2 separate regions of the Sus scrofa genome follow, and region 2 is linked to region 1. Evidence: chromatin contacts called from public Hi-C data. All regions are on one chromosome and are shown on one strand. Each heading gives the region's core, a stretch centred on a gene start, on an enhancer-like site or on the middle of the called end of the contact. The rest is flanking DNA. Distances are from core to core; before and after follow the strand shown.

Region 1 (6,025 bases), core at 3,025-5,524:
AAACATGTTGAATAAATTTGTGAGTTTTTAATAAAAATAGAAAATCTGATGTTTAGATAATTGGTGTGTTATTTGATGTTTTAACAGCTGGAATAGAGAGGTGTGATAGGGAGTCTGCTGACCCTTCAGAAGCCAGGAGGCAGGACTGGGGGTTTTGTTTTTATCTTGGCTGTGGTCAAACCCCTTTGCAAAAGCCAGCCAAGATTTTCTCCATGCCTTCTCGCTGTTATGAACTACAGATTTGCATTTTATGGATTTAACTGATACAGTTGAAGAGGTGTTTGCTGATCAGTTAATACAGAATTTGAAATAGAAATCAAATCCATGGCTAAAAAGGAGTGGTCCCAGTTGGCGATTAGGCATGAGACCCCATGCAATTTCTCCCTCTCCCCCTCCAAACATGCAAAACTGAATGAATGTCAGTTACCTATAAATAGGTAGTTAGAGGTGGTCCTTTCCGGTTTCGATTCATTTCCCATAGATAATCCTGCTTTCTAATTTGGTGGTTTGAAAGATAACATAAAATGAATGTACAGCACAGCTAGAAATGAAATACTTTAATCCCTTTCACAGAAATGATATGAAATAGTTGTTTTATAGTATTTGTTTCATTTGAAGTTTCCCAGAAGGAAAACTATTTTGCCTGGCACAAGATACACTTTACTTTCTCTGAAAGATGAGCAGAAAGAACTAATGTAGAAATCACATTTCAACTGAGAGTTGCCAATAGGTTCTGAAAAGTAGTTCAATCCCTTCCAAGCCTTCATTAAACATGGAAGGAATTTAAATATCTTCTCTGCTATGAAATACATGTATGTGCTTTAATATCAGACACCATTAGAATTCCAGGATTTCTTTTCCGTATCACCTAGATTTCAGCTCTGGATTCTTTATTTCCCTATTTTTTTTTTAAATCAAAGGTTTTACATTAAGTGGTATGCAATTTCCAGTGCTGTTTTCTTATTTTGTTACAAGACAAACAAGTGTATCTTTCTTGCTTAGAAGGCTTTAAAATAAGCAATATTTCACCGATCCACATGACAGCTTATCCAATGGGAGGACAATCAGAGGAATTTTATGATATTCTTTCAGAAATCCAAATTTATGAAATAACAAGGGCGAATTTTGAAACTCCTAGCCTCGGCATGCAGCACATTTCTTTATGTGCGTTGTATGCAATCCCCAGATCAGCTTGTTTTTGCCCTTTTAGCATTTATATACATTAAATCATAGCCAACTTATTCATTATAGCCAGGCTCCTTTAAGAGACATTCATTTAACTGAACGTAGGCTCATTGGGAAGCTGCATTTTCCTATCAAGCTCGTTGAATTATTTAGCACCTTTATTGTGGGATCCGGTTCTTGATAGGAAGCATTTTAGAGTTGGGTGCTCGGGTGGACTCAGTTCTTCTGACTTTGTGGCAACCGCTCAGCCTTTCCCCCTTGGATCCAGAACACCGACGAATCCTGGTCAGGTGGCAAAGTTTAGCAGTCAAATTTGGAGCTTCCAGAGAGGAGGAGGTCTAGAAATGTCAGAGCTGTGCCGTCCACCTCTGGCCCTGAGGTGCACAGGAGCACTGCCCTATCCCCACAGCGCACTGGGAGCTCCCAGGAGAGGCGTAGGGGCTGGAGGGGAAAGCCCAGTCCGGCAGCTCCCCTCCACCCCAGAGTGCAGTCTCCTCTGCGGTCCTGGGCTTGGCAGCTTGGTTTCTCCCTGCGGCCATCTTAAAGCCGTCACCTCTGTGCCTCTAGCCACCTGTCCCCAGGGTTCCAGCAGCTGGGAGCTGCTATCTGCCCTGGACAAGGCCAAACTTACCCACCTCTCTTTTCCAGGTTGGAGGAAAGTGGGAACTGCTTTAGGGCGAGACCAGGTGGTGGAGGCTGATGCTTGGAGAGCCAGGATAGGGATTGGCAGGAGTCTGGGACGAGGGGGTTCATAGTATCTCTGAAGGGAGAAGAGAGAAAGGTAAGAACCTGACTTCTCTAAACTCTTCAAAGTCCCGGTCATGTGAACAGACAATGTGGGGAGAGGTGGTAATGTCACCCCTGCCCCATCCTCTGCTATTCTGACATCTGTCCGCTGTTATGCAGCCCTCAGGCAGCAGGCGGAGGGACTGTGAATTGGGAGACCCTCTGACCTTCTGACGTTGTTTTAGGAACATCTCCCATTTATTCCCTTCCTCCTCCTCATCTCATCTGCTCACATCACTAGGGCGGTCCAGGTTTACATTTCTTCTAGGAGGTAGAGTCTTAGAAATAGCCCATCCCATCAGGAAACCCCTCCTCCCTTCTCCAAAAACTTATAATCAAGTAGGGAGGGCTCCCCAGAGAGGGGATTTAGAAGATTACCCTTCTGCCTGTGCCTCAGCTTTTCTCAGCTGCATCTAAAGTCCTAGAACCCCTCCTTTCCTCTGATCACTGAATCCCCTCTCTACCCTCAGTATGGGTGAGCAAGCAGGGGAAGCATTTTGAGGGGCCCTGGGATGTGTGTGATTTTTGTCCTCAAAAGGCTTCCCAAATCAGTGGGCACCAGGACAGAGACTGGAGGGTAGGGAAGCAGGCATTTTCTGCCCAGAATCATCCAGCAGTGCCCTGTTTGCATGACAGCTTAGAGGCTGTTTCTGCCCTGCCTCACCTCCCTCCTTCTTTTCTCCCTTTTCTTTACCCCAAGGCCAGGTTCCTGTATTAGCGTCCAAAATAGGGAGGGAAGAGGGCTGGGGGAAGTAGTTTCCTAAATCTGGGGTGAGGAAAACATTTTGGTCCTTTGAAGCCAAGGGTGATGGCTGTCCCAGCATGGTCATGCTTTTGCTCTGGAGGCCCCAGACGTGGGCACCAGGCTGCAATTACAAGGGATATGTTTGTTTGTTCCATTTTATTTGTTTAAGAGCTCTTTTCTGGACTGAATTCTATTGCAGATGGTAAAAATCCAAACCAAAACAAAACACTTTCCTTCACCCCAGTCCCCTGCCTAGGGTACCCCCCCATCCGAGCCTGGAATTCTTTCCCTTCCATGTCTGAGGGTGTCTACCCTGAGAGCCTTCCTTCCCCCCTGCAGCCTCCTAGACAGGGGACATAGGACAAGTGGTCTCTTCTTGCTCTCAACAATGGGGACCTATGAAGACTGGGGAAGTCAGGGACCTTCAGTTCCCTTGGGTTCCACAGGAGACACTGGAGAACGGAAGGTTTCCCAGGCGGTTCAGCTGTGGGATCCAATTAGCCTGAGCTTTTCCCAAGCAGGGCATAGGGTATCCCTAACCCTGTCTCCTGGATCCTTTTGAGGGAGTTTCTGTTTAGGGGCTTCTAGGTCCTTACAGGTGACCTCAAACAGATCCTGGAAAGACAGACCACTTTATACTTACCCTCATCAATCCTTTTTGCAGTTTCTGTTTACTTGTTTGGCCCCCTAGGCTGATCACCACCAGGAGAGAATCACTTACTCATCTCTATCTCATCTAACAGCGCCTGCCACATAGTGGGCAGTCAAGGAATGTTTGAAGAGGGAAAGAGGATGTGAAGGGATTTTATCTTTCCATGTGCTTGGCTACCGTTTCTTCTTTGGTCTTTATATTTGACTCTACCTGTGCCCCTTGAACTGTAGATCTGAGTTTTTCCGCTTTTGTGCGCCAGTTTCAAGCATCTGAGTGTGCCCTCATCTTTGAAGAACAGCAAGGATATTAATACCTTTTGGTGTGCACGAGTAATCTCCACTCCACCCCCATTTCCCTACCCAGACAAGGCTCCTCTGGAGAAGCTACAGAATCGACCTTTATTTATTCACAGCCATAGTGACTTCTATTATTCTTATTAATAAGGATGCAGCAGTCCACTGCACAGCTACGCAAGCCCATCCCTGAGGCAGGATTTCCAAGTCATGGCCACCGCGGGGTCAGGGGCGTGTGCCCGACCCCAAACTCCTCCAAATTATGAAATGCCAAACCTGCTTTTGATTCTAGTCTGTGCGTGCCCTAAAGCACGCGTGAAGCTCGAGGCGCTCACTCTTTACTCCTCCTCCCTAAATCAGCCACCAAGGGTCGCGGCTACACTATTCTTTACTTTTTAGCCAATCTCAGACAAATCTTCAAGCGTACTTTACTCAAAAAAAACACCGCGCATCGCAGTCTCGGCTCAGCGCCAGCGGCGGCCACGTGCTCTCGCTCGCTCCCGCTCGCTCCCGCGCTGCCCAACACGCCCCCTCGGCGCACGCGCACGCGCGTCAGCCTTCCGGGCGTTTCCGCTTTCATCCTAGCAACGCCCGTAGTGACGCACAAAGTCCCGCCCCCTCCCGCGAGTCTCCCGGAAGTTGCCGATCCGGAGCTGGGCGCCCGGCTCCGAGCGTCCCTGGCTGTGCTGGGGAGCAGTCTCCGGCAGGAGGACCCGGCAGGGAGAGGGCGACATTCACGAGCGCGGCGCGGGCGAGACCTGGTGACCATGGCGGGGCCGCAGCCTCTGGCGCTACAGCTGGAACAGTTGTTGAACCCGCGACCGCGCGAAGCGGATCCTGAAGCGGACCCGGAGGAGGGTGAGGCCTGACCGGGGCAAGACCACGTGCGGAGCTGTGTGTGGGCCGTGCCGGGTGCGGACCTGGGCGGCGTGTGAAGGGCCAGCTGCTGGGCCCCCGCCGCCAAGCCTTCTCTGTTTCCTCTTGCGCAGAGGAAAACTGCCTCCCAGAGAGTGTCCCCCGGGTCTGGGGAGGAGGGTTTCGGGATCCTGACGCTCACTCTAGACTTGGTGCTCCTGTGGGCGGAGCATCCGGAGGACTCAGGCTTCGGTTCACTGTTGGTGCAGGGCTGTAGCAGGGAGCCAGAGTCTGGTAGCAGGTTGGAAGTTATCTTTAAGGATGTCTTTAATGGCACTGCATTAGAAATGAGGAGAAGGAAGTCTCATTCCCCCCCCCCCTTTTTTTTCCAACTCTGCCTGCCCCTGAGAACTTACTTGGAGGATGAAGGAAGAAGTAGGCTTCTGTGGTGCCATTTAAGCCTTTTTAGTCCTCAACACACTTGCTTAGCTGCTGACGAATAAGGCTGCTGTTCTGTAAGATGAGGTTCAAGGTCTAATCCTGCTTTAGGCTTGAGTCAGAGAAGTGTGAGGAAGGGGGAATAAGGAGGGATAAATGTGAGTGCTGGACCGTGTCTTAGAAGTAAGCAGTTGAAGGAACTGGGGCTGTTTAGCTAGGATAAGCAAACTCCCTGAGGGATGGGCTGAAGTGAAGATAGAACATGATGATGGCCGACTTAAAATATTTGAGCGACAGTCACAGATGAAAGAGGAATTAGACCAGTTTTCTATGATCCAAAACATGGAAATAATCCTTCTAGTAGATGCAGAGAGTCAGCTTTTTGTTCTGGAACAGCAGCAGGAGAGTAAGTGGTCTGCCTTGGGAGGTAATGACTTTGCTGTTCTTGGAACTTGGCGGCTTTTTTTAAAGTGGCCACACCTGTGGCATATAGAAGTTCCTGGGCTAGAGGTCAAATGTGAGTTGCAGGCAAACACGCCACAGCCACGGCAACATTCGGCTGGGGCTGAATCTGCGATCTTTGCCTACCCCACCCCCCAGCTTTTGGTAAGGTCCTTAACCTGCTGAACCACAATGGAAACTCATGGTGGGGACTTTTTTTTTTCTTCTCTTTTTAGGGCCACACCTGTGGCATATGGAAGTTCCCAAGCTAGGGGTCAAATCGTAGTTTTAGCTGCCGGCCTACACTGCAGCTTGTGGCAATGCTGGATCCTTAAACCACGGAGCGAGGCCAGGGATTGAACCAGCATCCTCATGGGCTTCAGTTGGGTTTGTAACCTACGGAGACACGAGAACTCCCATGGTGGGGATTTTGTAGAGGACATTCAAGTATGAATTCAAAGCCTCGGCAGTGTTACCCAGTGTTACCGTTAAAGTTCCTTCTAATCTGAAGATTCTGATTACTTTCCTCCCCTTCCCCACAGCCACTGCTGCCAGAGTGATTGACAGGTTTGATGAAGGGGACGATGGGGAAGGCGATTTCCCCGTGGTGGGTACCATTAGAAAGCTGGC
Region 2 (5,766 bases), core at 391-2,890, 91 kb after region 1:
ATGCTTAATTTATAAGTCAGAGTAGATTGTGTATGTTTACTATAATCCTGTATTTGGTATTATTGAGGTTTTGTGTTCATACATGTGGAATAATATATTTTGGTTCCAGTTGTATCTTGCCTTCCTTATTATATTGCATTTTTGTAGCACAGGTATCATTTGCAAAATAATTTATTTAAAGTCTTTTCTGGAATTTTCTTACGTGCAGTGGGTTCAGGATCCAGCATTGTCAATGCAGAATTCGATCCCTGGCCTGGGAACTTCACGTGCCATGGGTGCGGTCAAAAGAATAAAAGAATCAAGGAGTTTCCTGGTTGATGTCAGCCTCTTCTAAGCTAGAGAACGGACTCCAGATCCTCACCTGTTCTTCCCCAGCCCCCAGGCAGTGTGACCGCGAAGAAATCCTCTCTCTTCTTTATAAAGCGAAAATAGATAGTCCTTCCATCAGACTGCTCATTAGAGTCTTGAGAATGGAATGTTCTTTGTAATTTTTTATTTCTGAGTTGGACTGTTTTAATGATATCTTTACAGATAATTGATTAAACAAAACTTCGGTTTTCACATGCGTACATATTATGACATTGTCTGGTCTGCAACACAGACGTCCCCGTTTCTGTGCAGACCTGAGAAGAGCTGGCTGTAGGTCTTCTGTCTGAAATGCCTTTAAAGGCCTTCAGCTCATGAGTCTGTTACTTAATAAGAATTTGCTAGTAAGATTATTTTTGAAAACAGTCCTTTTCCAAAGCCTTCTTGCCTTTTACAAAAACCTCTGCAAGTCATCTAACTCCTTTAATTCACAGGTTTTCATGGACTTACAGTGGGTTACAGCTCTATAAACCCACCGTAAGTTGAAAATATCACAGGTTGAAAATGCATTTCATACACCTAGCCTTCTGCCATCCCGGCTGAACCCAGCCCACCTTAAACTGCTCAGAAGAGTTAGGCAGAACTGCAGCCAGCACAAAGCCTGTTGCATAATCAAGTGTTGAGTGTCGCATGTCGTTGATTGGATACTATCCTGAAAGTGAGCCACAGAAGGGTTGTCCGTGTGTCTCTTGCCCGCCTGCTCCGAGGTCACCTGGCTGCCTGGGAGCTGCCCCGTGTCAGTGGTGAGGATCTCGGGCACCTCGCCAGCCCAGGGAGAGGTCACAGTTCATAATTCTAAGTCCAGTTTCTCCTAAGTGCGCATTGCTTTTGTACTGTCATAAAGTCGAAAACTTTTGAGCCATGGTGAGCCGAGGACCGTCTACACTTCGCTCTGTCCCCACAGCACTTCGTATGCAGCCGTTTCCCCACCGGCTTTTGCCCCCATTCTCTGGGGACCCTGTCTCCACGCAGGGACGTTGTACCGCCTGATGGGCCAGCTCCGTGTTCCATTCTTCACTCTCAGCCACACAGGCAAAGCCGCAGAGACAGAGTCCAGCTTTGGGCCTTCTCGTTCCTAGTCCTTTACCTAGAGGATTTCTGAGGTCTTTTTACTTAGGATGAACCCTGGGACAGGCTCTTTCAAGAACACTCTTGTATTTCCACCATTTCCAAAGTGTGTATGTGGCAAACTTGGTGCTACTGTAGGTTCTCTCCTGCCCAGTAACCCTACTGGCTATGGTTTCCAGCGGCCCTTCTGCTCAGTACTGGTTACTGTGGAAACGTGGAGTATTTGGACAGGGCTCTGTGATGAGCAGTTCTAGTTTTAGGTCAGTTTCTTTGGACTGCTTTCAGGGTTTGGTTTAAGAAAGCAGTTCTGGAATGGCTCCTGCCTGTGCATTAACAAGGCATCGTAGTCCCTGGTTACCTTTGTTGTTTCTCGTGTTGGTATCAAGTGTCAAACCAAAAAGGGGTGTGGAGATAAAGGGCATCGCCTCATTGTACTTCGGGGAGTCGGGCACTCGTAAGGGGAAAAGCTGTTAGTGACGGCCCTGGAAGCGAGTCCTGCAGAGCCATCCCCACACCCTGTGTGTTTATCCTCTGTCTCCCTCTGGGGAGCAGGCCGCTTTATAAACATTAGCTCTTCTACCCTCTGGGCACCTCCACTTAAAAGGTAAATAAGACTGAAGGCTCTTTCTTCTCCAATATAGATGAGGAAACATTGGCCCAGAGAGGGAAATTACTTGGTCAGGGGCAGGGGAGGCCCCGGGGTGCTGGGCGTCCCGCAGTGGGCGGCCCTGACACGTAGAAGCTACTCCTGGCCCCTTCCCCTTTCTGCTTCTGGAGGCTGGTGGGGGTTGGGCCTTTTGTCTGGTGTGGAATGTGAAATGCTGCAAAGAGGAGCAATTGTTCTTCAATGCTTTGTGCTCCCTTATAAGAAAGAAGAAATCAATACACATTTTCTCCACCACGCACTTGGCAGCACTCGGCCTCCTCGTCCACCTCTCCATCCTGCAGGGGAGGCGCAGCCCTGCAACAAAACAGACTCACCAGCTTCCAGGGGCAGAAATGCAAACCACTCATTCTGCACTTAGCAGTCAGGCTTTTAAAAACCAGTCCTGTAACTGGTGGACGTCAGGGACCTCTGACTTCACTGTCTGGTTGGTGAACTGAGGCGGGTGGCTGGGGAGGTGCCCAGTTGCAGACATCTGGAAGCCGAGGGCCCCTGGTCACTGCTCCTGGGAAGGTGCCTAGCAGGTGTCTGGATAAAACTCCATTCCCCCCGCCCCCTGCCCCGTGCCCCCCCCCCCCCGTTTCTCTCTGATTTACAGAGGGGAGGGGGAAGGGCTTTGAAGGAAACCTTTAAAAATAAAGAAATTGACAGGTGTAGGGCATCAATTGGCATTTATCAATTAATGTAAGTAATCTGTCCAGACAAGAGCCCGATCTCAGGGTGATTTTATATTTTAATCAGACAGTGTGGTACTGATACCTGTAGCTTCCTGCCATTAAACAGGTAGGTGTGGGGCCTGAATGACAGAGAATTTGCTGCCATTAACAAAGGTAGTTTAGGTGAACAGCTTTACAGGGCCTGGTGGGGGTCAGTTTATTGGCTTGGAGGCTCCGCCTGGGCGAGGGTGCGGGCGTCCTTCCCACCGAGGAGATGGGCAGACCTGGGGCCAGGAGGAGTTGGCCAGGGGAGGCGTCCCGAGAGAAGAGGAGGGAGGAGGGCCGAGAGCAGAAGCCGGGGGCGGGGAGGGGGATGTGGAAGGAAGATGGGAAAGACCAAGAGGGTGGAGCCCAAACAATTCGAGGTGGTTGCACCTGGGGCGCGTGGGGGGGGGCCGACAGCACCTGCTCCGAGGGCCCCGAAGGGACCTTCGTGTCCTGCCAGTGTTAGTGGGGCTTTTGGTAAAGTCAGTCCTCCAGCTTTTCACTGGAAGTAACGCATGCTTTGCTGAAACTCTGTGGGTCGAAGACAAACGCGTTCATTAATTCTGTGTGTTTTGACCCCCTAAAAAGTAGCCGTTAAGCTGGAGCTGAGGGAAGCGTCATCCTCGGCCGCCCCCAGCCCTGGGCAGTCGGGCCGCAGTCCTGATAGGGCTACAAATGTAACTCAGTGTCAGCCTCCCCTCCGTGCAGTCGGAGGAAGTGATTCACGTCTAAGCAGTGAAGCATCCCCGGGCTTTTAACAGGAGCTGTTAGAGGGGCTGCTGTTTGAACAAGGAGCTTCATCTTCCTGAAGCCAGCAGTCACAAAGCCGTAAACACGGCACCGGCCAACTCTATTGCCAGGATCGTGGTGGCTTGACGTTAATATTAAACATCTCCAGCAAGGCAGGGAGAGCTCCACAGCCCAGCCACAGAATCAAAATAAATAAAAATAAAGAGAAAACCCTGCTAAAAGCGGTGAATGATTTGTCGTCTTTCCTTCGCGAGGCCATTTGTCTTCTCTCGCATCAAATCTGTTATAAAACAGTCAAACTGTGAAAGTGGAAATCATCCTGGGAATATGGAATATTAATGCACGGGGGGAGGTGACATCCCTGTTGTCGAGAGTCGCCCCCCCTCCTTTTTTTGTACAAGTCCACCAAGGTAAATTATTTTTCTTTAAAAGAATTTGAAAGACTTGAAGCTAGTGGTAGGATGATGGAGGTTTCAAGTATTTCTCTTCCATGTATAAGTGGAGTGAATTTGTAACTGGTTTGGGCACGAGGAGGGAGCACGGGTGGGGAGAAAACCTTTGCAGATTCACCCCTCGTTCCCTCTCCCCTCTCCTTCCTCTCCCCAGCCGTTCAGGTCCTTTGTTTGGGGCCTGAACCTGCGTCTTTGAACATTTATAAATCTCGAGTCTGTCTGATCTTTAGGAGACAGGCCAGAGGCCACATGTCACCATCTGTAATTTAAAGCTCTGGGGCTAAAAGCATTTGCAGAGGTTTGAAGGACCTAGTTCTGACCTGACCAAAGGAGCGAATTGGAAGAGACCTTCCAGAGTCTCCTTCAAGCACTGGGGAGGATGACGATGGGGGGCAGACGCACTAGGTAATTTATGGCCACAGTTTATGGGGAGCCTCCTGGTTGCCCAGTCCGCTTAGAAATGCATCGTGTGCTGCCACCTTGTGGCAGGTTCAGGCAGCTGCAATTGGCTCTTTCAGAGCTTGTGAAGCGTTCAGCCAGGTTCTGATGGGAGATTTGTTTGTACCCAGATCTAGGTAATTAGTAATAGGTGAAGGCATTCTTTGAGTCCCTGTTACTTTGCTGACTTGATCCTGTTAAGAAAAAAGTCCTTGGGAAGAGAAGGCTGCTTTCTTCTCTTTTCACCTTCCTTGGTTTTGTGTGTATTATTTTGGGGTATGAAATTGTGATGGCACTTCAGAAGTAAAGGCTGTGATGCACTTTTTGTTGCTGGCGGTGTTGGGAGGAAAGTGAGGGAGTTTACATGCTGACCTTTCGGCTGCATTCAGGAATTCTGGATTTTCTGCTCTCATTATTCTTTTATGTCATTCTGAGTAAATGACACCCCCCCCCCCAACAAGGCGTATTTCTGTCTCTTCACTTGCACTGCCTTCCTCACCATCCAGGCTTCTGGAGAGACAGAGTCCAGGGAGGTGTGCTCTGCCTCTGATCCCACAGCGCACACAGCGCCCAGGAGCACAGGGCAACTGCCTGCTGATATAGTTCCCTTCTTAGGGCATAGAGACATTTCTCAAACATCTTTCTCTCTCTTCTAAAGTCTCTGACGCAGAGCGCAGTGTATTTGGGTCAGAGGGAGCAGAAGGAATGGAAAATTAAGGAAAGGGCCGTCTTTAGTGTTTTGGAGAGCAGATCCCAGAGCAGCCAGGTGGTTGGGGTTGGGTTAGGAGCCCCTTGGAGGTTGTGTTAGTAGCACATGCCAAGTGATCATGGGCGAGATGCCCTTTTCAGGTGGCATCTGGGGTGCCCTGAGCACTTTGGCAGGTGGAACAGAGAGTGGAAGCTCTGTGAGGGCAGGAAAGGGCATGCTGAGGACAGAGGAGCCACCAAGACTGTGCCGACATGCCGGCGTGGGCTCAGAGGCCCAGGGCCTACCTTGGCTCCTTGGCCAACTGGAGGACCCAGAGCGGTTCCTCCAGGCTGGCAGAACAACTCCAACTTGGTCATAGCGGGAACGGACTGTTTCTTTTCCCGTAGAGGACAGATTTAGTGAGAAGACAGCAGCCGTTGAAATGCTGCCCCAGGCGAGAGCAGTCAGCCGGCCCTCTCCTGTCTCCTGGCTGTGGAGGGCCTGGAGGGGTGGGGTGGGGGTCCCACAGCAGCAGGGTGAGGGAGTGCCTGGAAGAAGAACGTCCCTGCATCTCCGAATGGAGCAGGTGGTCCTGGATGGAATTACCTCTCACCTTCCCAGCTCAGCTCCTGCGTGTCC

Evidence for each region. Hi-C and Micro-C count contacts between places; a contact is called where the count stands out from the background.
Region 2: a Hi-C map of liver shows a contact between it and region 1, with 7 times the contacts expected there. The contact joins the enhancer-like site here to the promoter of AATF in region 1. A contact is called at or near these places in 2 of 5 promoter capture datasets (fetal liver and liver), 4 of 47 Hi-C or Micro-C datasets (embryonic fibroblasts, fetal heart ventricle, liver and 1 more) and 1 of 2 datasets of contacts at active chromatin or transcription factors (alveolar macrophages).

Annotation. Positions count from the first base shown.
Region 1 is chr12:38,457,535-38,463,559 of Sscrofa11.1, forward strand. It overlaps AATF (protein AATF), which reads left to right and starts at 4,275. Exons shown (of 12, transcript XM_003131707.4): 1 at 4,275-4,519; 2 at 5,938-6,025. The coding sequence starts at 4,429. LHX1 (LIM/homeobox protein Lhx1) reads left to right here. Exons shown (of 5, transcript XM_003131706.4): 5 at 1-49.
Region 2 is chr12:38,551,646-38,557,411 of Sscrofa11.1, forward strand. All of the region lies in intron 11 of AATF (protein AATF), which reads left to right. Among named protein-coding and RNA genes, the nearest start is that of AATF, 93 kb to the left of the region's middle. Within about 2 kb of position 1,641, at least 6 of the 83 cell types and tissues checked have an H3K27ac peak or open chromatin away from gene starts, as enhancers often do. A contact at or near this core is called in fetal liver and liver, where this site is marked.